2 separate regions of the Rattus norvegicus genome follow, and region 1 is linked to region 2. A link is a contact called in public Hi-C data. All regions are on one chromosome and are shown on one strand. The core of a region is the stretch at or near the end of the contact, and the rest is flanking DNA. Distances in the headings are between cores, read along the strand shown.

What was found. Hi-C and Micro-C count contacts between places; a contact is called where the count stands out from the background.
Region 1: a Hi-C map of liver shows a contact between it and region 2, with 5 times the contacts expected there. The contact joins the enhancer-like site here to the promoter of Rmnd5a in region 2.

The regions. Positions count from the first base shown.
Region 1 is chr4:105,039,139-105,044,355 of GRCr8, forward strand. No RefSeq gene overlaps it. Among named protein-coding and RNA genes, the nearest start is that of Rnf103, 43 kb to the right of the region's middle. Within about 2 kb of position 3,328, at least 3 of the 93 cell types and tissues checked have an H3K27ac peak or open chromatin away from gene starts, as enhancers often do. A contact at or near this core is called in liver, where this site is marked.
Region 2 is chr4:104,988,265-104,993,217 of GRCr8, forward strand. It overlaps Rmnd5a (required for meiotic nuclear division 5 homolog A), which reads right to left and starts at 2,824. Exons shown (of 10, transcript NM_001427218.1): 1 at 2,305-2,824. The coding sequence starts at 2,446.

The DNA.
Region 1 (5,217 bases), core at 2,078-4,577, 51 kb after region 2:
ACTTCTGGCATAGGACCCAGGTTCAATTCTCAGTACCTACTTCAGGTACTTTACAATCTCTTGTAGTTTCAGCCCCAGGGAATTCAATACTGCAAAGTTGTGTTTTAGCAGTTGCATGAACATGGTATATTTAGACTCACACAGGCATGCTTGTGTGTTCGATACACCTGTCTCCCCAACACACACATGCATGCGCTCGTGTGCGCACAAACACACACACACACACACACACACACACACACACTCAATCTTAATAGAACCAAGGCAGAGGTAATTAGCATAACCTTTATGTAAGGACAACATGTAAATCCATGAGTTATTCCATTTTTTAAAAAATGACTAGCTTGTCAGGGATAGATAAGCCAGTGCCCTAATGCTATTTCAAGTACATACACTATATTGGTACTACAGCTTATCGATTTGAACATTAAGCATATTTTCCCTCTTTCTCTTTTGAACACATTTGTAAGCTTACAGCTCAGCAGATTCAACTTGACCTTCTCAAGTCTGATACTGAGTTCCGCTTCCTTCCCTCTCACTCTGTTGTTCCCCTTCACTTTCCAAAGGCAGCAACACATAACATAATGTTTTTTTTTAATTCATAAACCTGAATGAAAAAACTTCATGCCACGTTTTATTTTATTTTGCAAGACAACCACTTACCACCTTCCTTATTTATAAATGCCCCCCATACTTTCAAAATATGTTTCCTCTTACAATTTTGAAAAATTGTAAAGGCCCAGAGCCGTTAGCCTCTGCCACGCAAAGCTCATAACAGCTAACAGGAGGAAATCGCACTTTGCTTATTCATGACTTTATCTAGGTGAATAGGACAGCAATAGAACCCTTGGCCGATTAATGACAATCATTCTGTTCCCCGTCACTCCTGCTATTCCATTAATTGCATAAGTTCCTCCTCTTGGTCAGGACCTCTCTGCAGCTCCTTCCTCTGTCCAGCCATAAAGGCTAAGTTCTTCGGCATGGCTAAAATCGCTTTTACCCTCTTATCCCTGCCCATCACTCCCCTCTCCCCTTACCTCGTTCTGGGCAGTACTTGAAAGTTTTAAAACATCCATGAGGCACCAGCAGCACACTTGTTCAGCTATTGAAACGGGTTTTAAAGCACTGCTTAATAGCATCAAAACAAAAAGCCCCCAGATTCCAACTGTGGATAAGTAAATGACAGCATATTCACTTAGTGGAATAATATTCAGTGATTTTGAAAAAATGGTATACAACAGCGCCATAGGTAGATTTCACAGATATGATGAGACAATGTTTCCAGTTTCATGGCATTCATGATTCAAGATTAGACAAAACTATTTGATGGTAAACAGCAATGGGCTACATATGTTACAGCCTAGAAAAGGGTGACAGTGAAGCCTCTGTGGAGCAAGAAACATGCATCTTTCTGTCTCATTCTCTCTGCTTTTGTCTCTGTCTTGGTGTCTCTCTTTGTCCCCGTGTCCCTGTGTCTGTCACAGTCTCTGTCTCTGTCTCTCAGTCTGTCTCTTTCCTCTGTAAGTCCCTTTAAATACCATTCACTAGCTCTAGCTTGTCACTTCCCAAAGGCTTCATCTCCTAGTATAAGTTCTCAACCTTCCTAATGCTTCAAACCTTTAATACAGTTCCTCATGTTGTGGTGACCCCCAGCCATAAAATTATTTTTGTTGCTACTTCATAACTGTCATTGTACTACTGTTATGAATCATATGCAAATACCTGATATGCAGGAGATCTGATATATGATCCCTATGAAAGGGTGTTCAACCCCCAAAGGGGGTTGCAATCCACAGGTTGAGAAGGAACCTAATACCATCACTGTAAGGGTCCAGATTTTCAGCACACAAATAGGAAGGCACAAAGGTTCTGATGTCAGAATGCTTGATTTAGCAGTTGCCCAGTGTAAACAGGTTGCTGGCACTGGGTGGATACATTATTGTGTACATTGACTGAAGCACAGATTGATAATGACCTTTTGAAAAGCGTCAGGCAATGTAAGAAAAGTTTCTGAGAAGGGGCTATGGCTATAGCTCTGGGACGTATCTGTGAGGCTTCAGGTTCCGTCCCCAGCACTGCAATAAATGCTACATAACTATATACATACATAATTTTCTTTTCTTTTTTATTTTTATAATGATCTATTTTTATTTTATGTGGATTTGTGTTTTGCTTGCATGTGTATCTGTGTGAGGGTGTCAGATCCCCCGGAACTGGAGTTATAGGCCATTGTGAGCTGCCATGTGGACGCTTGGAATTGAACCTGGGTCCTCTGGAAGAGAAACCAGTGCTCTTAACTGCTGAGTTGTCTCTACAGCCCCCATACATGATTTTCTTAAAAGAACAGTGACGGTATACATTAAATGCATTGAACAAATAAATAAATCTTTAAAGAAAACAAAAGTAAGCAAAAGTTTGTAAACCACTTGTAGGAAGATGTTTGGAACAATATTTTTCATGAAGCTAAAAACTACATGCAAACCTAATATACCATTACTGGGGAAAGTTTAAGTAAACTATAGTAAAATAACATAGTCCTTTAAAATCATCTTTCAGTTTGTCAAATGCTGAAATATGATATCAAAGAGAGGTTAATTCCAAAATCAGAATGCGAATAGCAGGTCCCAAGTTGTATCCGTTAATCTGTATTACATGCAATCTACTTAAAACCCAGTGACCTGAAACAACCACCACTTAATTCAATCACAGTTCTGTGGCTCATCAATCTGTTCTGGTGCTCAATGCTAGTATTTACCTCATCTGACCTGAGGCTGGTCACTAAACTGCATTCATTTATCTTGTGGCCAGTGATTGATTCTCATCGGATGGCATAAGGAAGCTCTCTCTGCTTGCACTAGTGGTAAGATAGCCCCAGAGCAGTATGAGATAGCTTTGCCTGAATATCTGTCTCTGATATTGTCTGGAGGACCCGCCTGTCTAGCCTGTCTAGCCTGTCTAGTTCTAAACATGTCTATCACGGAGAGAAGCTAGTCCCAGCTGCTGATACAATTGTTGTTCTCTCCTTCCTTTTTTGTAACAGTATCACTTTCTTCCCAAGGGGGCCTCAAGTTCTCTAGGTGGCAGAGGAACTTCTGAGGTGAGTGCAGAGATGATAAGCATGTTCCACTACACCTCATTTACGCAATACTGGGATGGAACCCAGAGCTTTATGAATGCTAAGGAAACACTCTGCCAACCTAATCACGTTCCCAGCCAAACTCTAAGCTTAGTTGCATGACGTTAGTGGCATTGAAGCAAAGCAAATACAGAGACTGCTGCTACTCAAAGCCAGTCACAGGCCAACAGAGAGGCCAGAGGAGAGGCAATGGACTCCACCTTTGGATGGAAGGTTTATCTAAGCCACATTGCAAACAGGGAGTTGCCCTGATCACACGGTGGTTGACTCCTGGTCTCAAAATGAATACGTAAAGCACATCTGCACACTGATACAAATTGGTGAAACAGTCACACAACCATAGTCAGTCGTTTTATACACAAATTTTCTAAAAAATTATCAGTAAAATGCTCAAAACTTAAGAAGAAAACTTAACATACCAAGAAACATTATTGGACCACATTAAAGGAAAATACAAAAACCTGTTTTGTTCACAAGTAGTACTCATAAACATACTAGCTGTGTGCAGCAGAGTAGTGCATGCGTGTACTCAAATGCTTGGGAATTGGAGGCAGGAGGATTTCTTAGTCCAGAAGTCCAGGCTGTAATGTCCTACCTTCACCAGGCATTCATAAGAAGGTCAGCATTGATATGGTAACCACCTGGGAGCAAAGAACCATCAGCTTGCCCAAGAGCTGATTGAGCCCAGGTCAGAATAAATACCAGACGAATGACTCTTGCATTCGAGCCTATATATGTATAAAATAGGTGGCTTTTTTTTTTTTTTGAGGAAGAAAAGACTTCCTTATCTCATCATTTTCAGCATCTGAGGCAGAGGTAGTAGACACAATAACGTCTCCCAGGTCTCCTACGCTGAGGCAGAACAGGGAAACAGCTCTTAAGATACAAACTGGTGGGGTTGGGGATTTAGCTCAGTGGTAGAGCGCTTGCCTAGGAAGCGCAAGGCCCTGGGTTCGGTCCCCAGCTCCGAAAAAAAGAACCAAAAATAAAAAAGATACAAGCTGACTTTTCTAGATCTTCAACCCAAAGACTTTCTGATTCTTCCAGTTTGTTACAGAAGCAAATGTTTGTACCTATTTATGAGCAAACACTTTGTACTTCATCTAGAACGTCAGGTCTCTCCACAACCGTCATTTTAGGCTCCTCCCACTCAACAAACATCTATCCTTTTGTTCCTTCCGACAATGTCACCACCTCAGAACTCAGTGGATTCCCATTGACTTCTTTCGGCGTTTAATTTTCAGTTCTTTTTGTCTAGACACTTAGGACTCCAGCTAGATTTAAGGATGTCCTTTAAACTTAGCATGACTAAAATGGTATTCACTGGCCCCCACAAACTGCCTCTCTCTGGCTCCCTTAGATACCAACTCTTCATCATTCCAGGTGTACCAGTGTCAAAATTAGGGAGTCATCTAGATGTAGTGTCACAGACCTGTAATTCTATCATTCGAGAATTACAGAATTCAAGAATGACAGAGTAGCGAAAGGTTTTTAAGTTCAGGGCTAGCCCGAGCTACACAGTGGAGCACCTGTTCAAAACCCAAAACACAATGATCTAGAGTCCATTCCACTTTTCTCTCTCTTTCCTGATAGCATCATGCTGTTTTCCTCAGTCAGCTGAATTGCTGCCCCCCCCCATCCACTTTCCTTTTTACCTCAAGAAACCACACCCCTCCTTTGTGGATAATTTGTTTGATGATAGACATTCTCATCCCTCTGGCTTTTCTTCGTGCTTCATGCTGCCAAATGCGTTATTCATAAGACAAATCTGACAGATTAGCTGATAGGAAAACAGAATTCCATGTCTCTTCTAGGACATTTAGGGTTCTGTGCACTACAAGGCTAGTAAACATTTTGGAAGCCCTGGGAAGACAGCAGAGGCTGAAGTTGAGGTCTAGCTCCAGCCAGGGATCTGATCCAGAGCTATGGAGACAGGTACCACATCTTAGCAACATCCTTGTGTGATTCCCTATGTGACCTTGGAGATATTGATCAAGGTATCACTTGTGCACTTATGTTACATACTTCTATTATTTTTTTAAAAGATTTATTTATTATATATAAGTACACTGTAGCTGTCT
Region 2 (4,953 bases), core at 1,574-4,073:
CCCAACTGGAGCCCCTCTCTTGGATCACAGCAGCCAGCCTACCAGAGTACTTGCCCAGAAGGCACAATTCCAAGCCTAAATAGAGGTAAACTCTGCTTTCAGCAGGCACCTTTGAAAGGGGCGTATTTAAGATTCAGTATAATACCCACTGCCCATCACCTGCTTGAAACTTTAACTTAGAAATTAGTTGTTTTGAGAAGCCTGCAATCAAATACCAAAGCATGTTTATCACTCAAAAGAAACAAAGGCTACCTTAGAAAGCAGACCCAGGATCTGTGTGTATCTCTTTCATGTTTTATAACTACCTCTCCTTACTTAATCCCAGTCAATTTATTAAAGGGAAACAAGGATGCCACAGAGGACTGGCAGGTGTGTGTTACACAGGAGAACAAGCACAACAATGTGTTCTACCAGCAGCACGGCAGGCATATGTGCCTACTACCCCTCACACCACAGGTTTTGTGCAAAGTTCTCCCACCAGCAAAGAGGCCTAAAATCCCTGACTTGGTGATTTTTACAATAATTTTAACCATCTGGAACTGACTGTAATTTCCCTAAAACAAACCTCACAATCACATCTCTCTTCTTCCATACTCACTCTTCTGGAAAGGACTCTGTTTTCTATCTTTTCTCTCTCAAATAACCCCTCAATCTCTGATCTGGTCCCCAAAAAAGGAAGCATTCCTCCTACCTCTCCAGGTGTAAGCCCTGTGTTCTTCTCTTTCCCTATTGGCTTCCTCCTTTTTGGTCAAATGACAAAGATGTCCTCTGAGTAATGGGGTGTCGGGGTCTCTAAGCACTGAGGTAGAACCACCTTGGACTGATTGCCTTCCACTTCAGTGTGCACTATTTTTTTCTTAGCCCGAAATAATCTGGTTTGTCCACAAAATGTCAAGTACCAGCCAAGCAGCCTCTCTTATCCTTTCTGCCCTTTTCATTTCTGCTCTACTTTGGCTGTGTTTAGAGCCTACGATCTTTCATCTCACATCCTATGATCTCCACAGTCTGCCTAGAAATATCTGGAAACACAGGGGGCCACACCGGGAATCCCAACACTAGAAAGATAAAGACAAGATTATAAATTCAAAGCTGGCTTGGGCCACACAGTGAGACTCTACCTCAAAACACCACAACCAAAAGAAAACAACCAATTTTAGTCTCACGTACACCCAAGCCCTTTGCTCTATGTTCATCAGACCCTTGAATTTCATCTCTTAACCTTCTCTCCAGCCCCTTCACCAAGTGATTGCTGGGAATTGAACTCAGGGCCTCTGGAAGAGAAGTCAGTGCTCAAACTTCACCCCATGAGTCAAAATTCACCAGACTTCCTCACACCCCTCCTTATTTTGTTTGTATCAAGTATATGATCACCACCAATTCAGTCAAATAATCTTTTCACAAGCAGCCATCAATATGTTTTCTATATATTTATACGGCGTTCCAAAGCGACAGCTGTGTCAGAAGTTGTCAGACTCCTTTACCAGAGAGGAGCAGTCACTCACAACTGAAATGTCTGGGAAATAAAGGTGTAGAGGAAAGAAGAGAGAGGCAGGGCTAGCACTGCCTTAATCTCACCTGCACCATCAGCATTTCTCCCTGACTAGTAAACATCCCTTTAATTTCTGTTCAGCCCTCAAACTGACAAGGGCCCAACCTCTTGAAAGAATCTCTAATATTACAAGTCCTTTACTCTTCAGAAAGGGTCAGCATTGTGGCTCCAAAGTACCAGACCTCTAATGTCATTTTTAAAACACAAAACCCTTTCTCAAAGTTAGCCCAGGCAACTGAAGAAATAACCTAGGCAAAACACTTTCTACGGAAAAACAGTTTTCTGAAAGAATTATTAACAAGTACAAACTGGACCAGGTAAGTCAAGTAACTAACAACTCGACAACTGCTCCATCCGTCTCTACAGAGGCTAAAGCAGGAGCGCTGAATGGTTCAAATCAGCCGGCTTCCTATGAGATTTCAGAAGAGCTGCCTGCTCACCTAAGTCCAGCTCTGAAGTTCCAGCAGCGGCTGATGTGGAAACCCACAGCTAAGAACATTCAACTAAGAACCACCACGGGAAAAAAAGTCTGCGAAGCCGAGAATTAGACAAAGTCCTGCGCAGACCCCCTTTATCACTCGCACACCTGCGGCCCGCAGGACCACGCAAGCCTCCCCGCCCCGAGCCGTGTGCAGCGGACTGCTCCCCCAGGCCACCGCGTTTCCGGGTGGGTCCGCGCGACGAGGAAAAGTCGCCGCGGCCTGGGGACCAGCAGACACAGCGCAGGGCCCCGACCCCCGCGCGCCCACCCTCACCGTGGCTCTGCAGGATCTCGTGCTTGAGGCCGCCGGTGTAGTCGATGAGCTCTTCCAGGCCCCGCTCGCACAGCTGCCCGTAGCCCGAGAACTTGTGCAGCACCTTCTCCAGCTCGCGCTCCACCGTCACGCACTGATCCATGCCGGAGACCGCGGCGCTTGGCTCCCCGGCGCCCAGGGGTCCGCAGTGGTTCGGCCCGGGCCCCACCGAGGCCGCGTCCTGCTCCTCCTCCCCCAAGGCGGCAGGCGGGCAGCGCGGGAGACGAAGGCAAGGCGGGCGCGCTAGCCGCGGCACCCGGAGAGCCCCGCGCAGCCCATGCCCGCCCGCCCCATGGCGCCCCGGCCCCGCCGCTCGCGCTCGCTCGCTCGCCCGCCCTACCCGGCGCCGCGTCTCGCCCCGGGCCCCCTGTCTCGCCGCGTTCGGCCGCCCCCCGGCGGCGCCGCCGATTGTTTTTGTTTTCACGGGAACCGGCCGATGACCTGGTTCTCCCGGGCGGCACCAAGAGCCGCGGCCCGGGAGGGGGTCGAGCCTCCCTCACGAGCGGAGGAGGTGGCGCGGGCCGTACCAAGCGCGGACTCGACGCGGGGTCGGGGTAAGCAGCGGGCCAGCGCGGGCGGAGGAAGAGCCGGCGTTCTGAAGGTGTGGGCAGTACCACGCAGGAGGCCGTGAGGGAGGGGGCGGGGGCGGAGCGAGCGGCGCAATTGGCCCGCGCGGCTGAACAGGGAACTTTAGCGAGAGCGTCAACTAAGCGGCCGGTAAACAAGAGGGTGGAAACCGTCCCCGGATGCTCCGCCCAGAAGCAGGAGACCGACCAATTGACGCAGGGGCTAGGAACGAGACAAATATTCTCCAATCGCTAGCCAAGGCGTAAAATTTCAGCCAATCCGGACTGAGGGGACAAACCAATGCTCTCGCTGTTGGAGGGGGGTGACTTGAAGAGAGGCGCTTAAATCTTCTACTGGGAAGCCGCGAGGGGAAACAGGATAAATCAACAGGGCTGTTTTCTCCAGGACTTCGCCTTGTTTGCAATTTGTGTTATCTCCGCACGGCATTTTGACCAAAGTTTCGGCTGAGAGGCCCGCTTCCGGGAAGAAAGGCTGTCAGTCTGGCTGCCTGGTGGCGGAGGGCCCGGGCGGGGTCGCTCACCGATGGAAGGTGGTAGCTCTTGGAAGGATGGCCCACGCCCAGCTTGGCTAATTCTGGTTCTTTGACGCCCCTCGGCCTGCAAGTGGCCTTTACTGTCGCCCTGTCCACGTGCTGGGCGTCTTGGTGGCGGTCACGAACACGCGTGGGCGAGCTGAGCAACCTGGCCCTTGCTCCTTGCCCTTACCTTGGCAAAGGCAGGGCTTTTGCCCTGGTTTACCATGGGGTTCTGGCCTTGGCCAGTGCCCTCTTGCTCACCAGGCTTCTATCCTACTAGCTTTTCGCCAAGTCTCTGCCTCATAGCCTGGGCCTGGGAGAATCTACCTTCCTGGACCTGAAGTTTCCAGCTTGCTTGCCTGCTCACAGCATTCCTACCTCCATCATGGTTTTATCACCTCTGCCTCCCCGAATTTTCTCCATCAATCCACCGTATCTCTTACAGCACCATTTTTTCCTCTCCCACATCACTTGTCAAAGTCTAAAATAATAATTGGAATTTTGCTTGCACCACTTAAGTAAAACCCCCTTTGTTGTAGCCTGTTTGTTTCTAGAACACTGCCAGCACCCTGGTGGACAGTCTTTGTTTTCCTTTAATTATGGTGGTAACCTTTTTGAAGTTCAATTTCTGTTTTCATAATGTAGCATCAAGTGGGGGAAAATACTTCCGTGGGTGGGTAGATTTAATGGGATGATATATATGGTGGCCTTTAATGATAAAGGATACTGGATATTTGGGAGTTCAGCTGATGGTATTTCAGAGCTCCTTTCTACTCCTCACCATGGCTTTTAGTCCTCTTGGCAGATGGCCCTGATTCCTGCTTCTCAAAAATAAAAACCATTTAGCTCCAGCAATCTTGTCATTCTCCTCAAAAGGTTTTCTAGCTACCATCCATTTTGTGAAAGTGCTCAGCCAACCAAAAGAACAAAAGGCCTTCTTCCTTTGTAAAAACAAGCCCCAGGGTGCCTGGTATCATCTTACTGCTGTCTAGAGTGACCTTGCCTCACTGCACTTTAGTTCTTCCTGTTTGGGGATGGACTGGACCTGACTTAGCAACCTTCACCTGACCCCTCCGAAGCTGCCACACTGCACAGACAAATCTTGTTCCTCCCCTTAGTCCAAGGATCTCCCTGATAATTTCAGTCATACACACACCCCTTTTTTCTCTCTCTCTTTCCCCCTCTCTTTTTTTCTAGAGGTTGTTAGAATAACTACATGATATAATCCATGTAAAGCCTTCAACATAATGTCTGGCACATGTAAGGGCTATTCTTAGCCACCAATCAGAAGTAACAATTCTTTGTTAACTGCAGTTTCAAATCCAGTTAGCTGCAGGATGCCCAGTGTAACCTATCACAGCCCCATCCTACTACCTAGCACTGTTAGTCTCAGTGTGAGCTGAGCACAGCTCATTCAAGCCTACACCCATGCTGTTTACTTTTACCATAAGTTTGCAGATAGTTCTCGCCCAACAACTGGACAAATTCTATTTATTGATAATACCTGA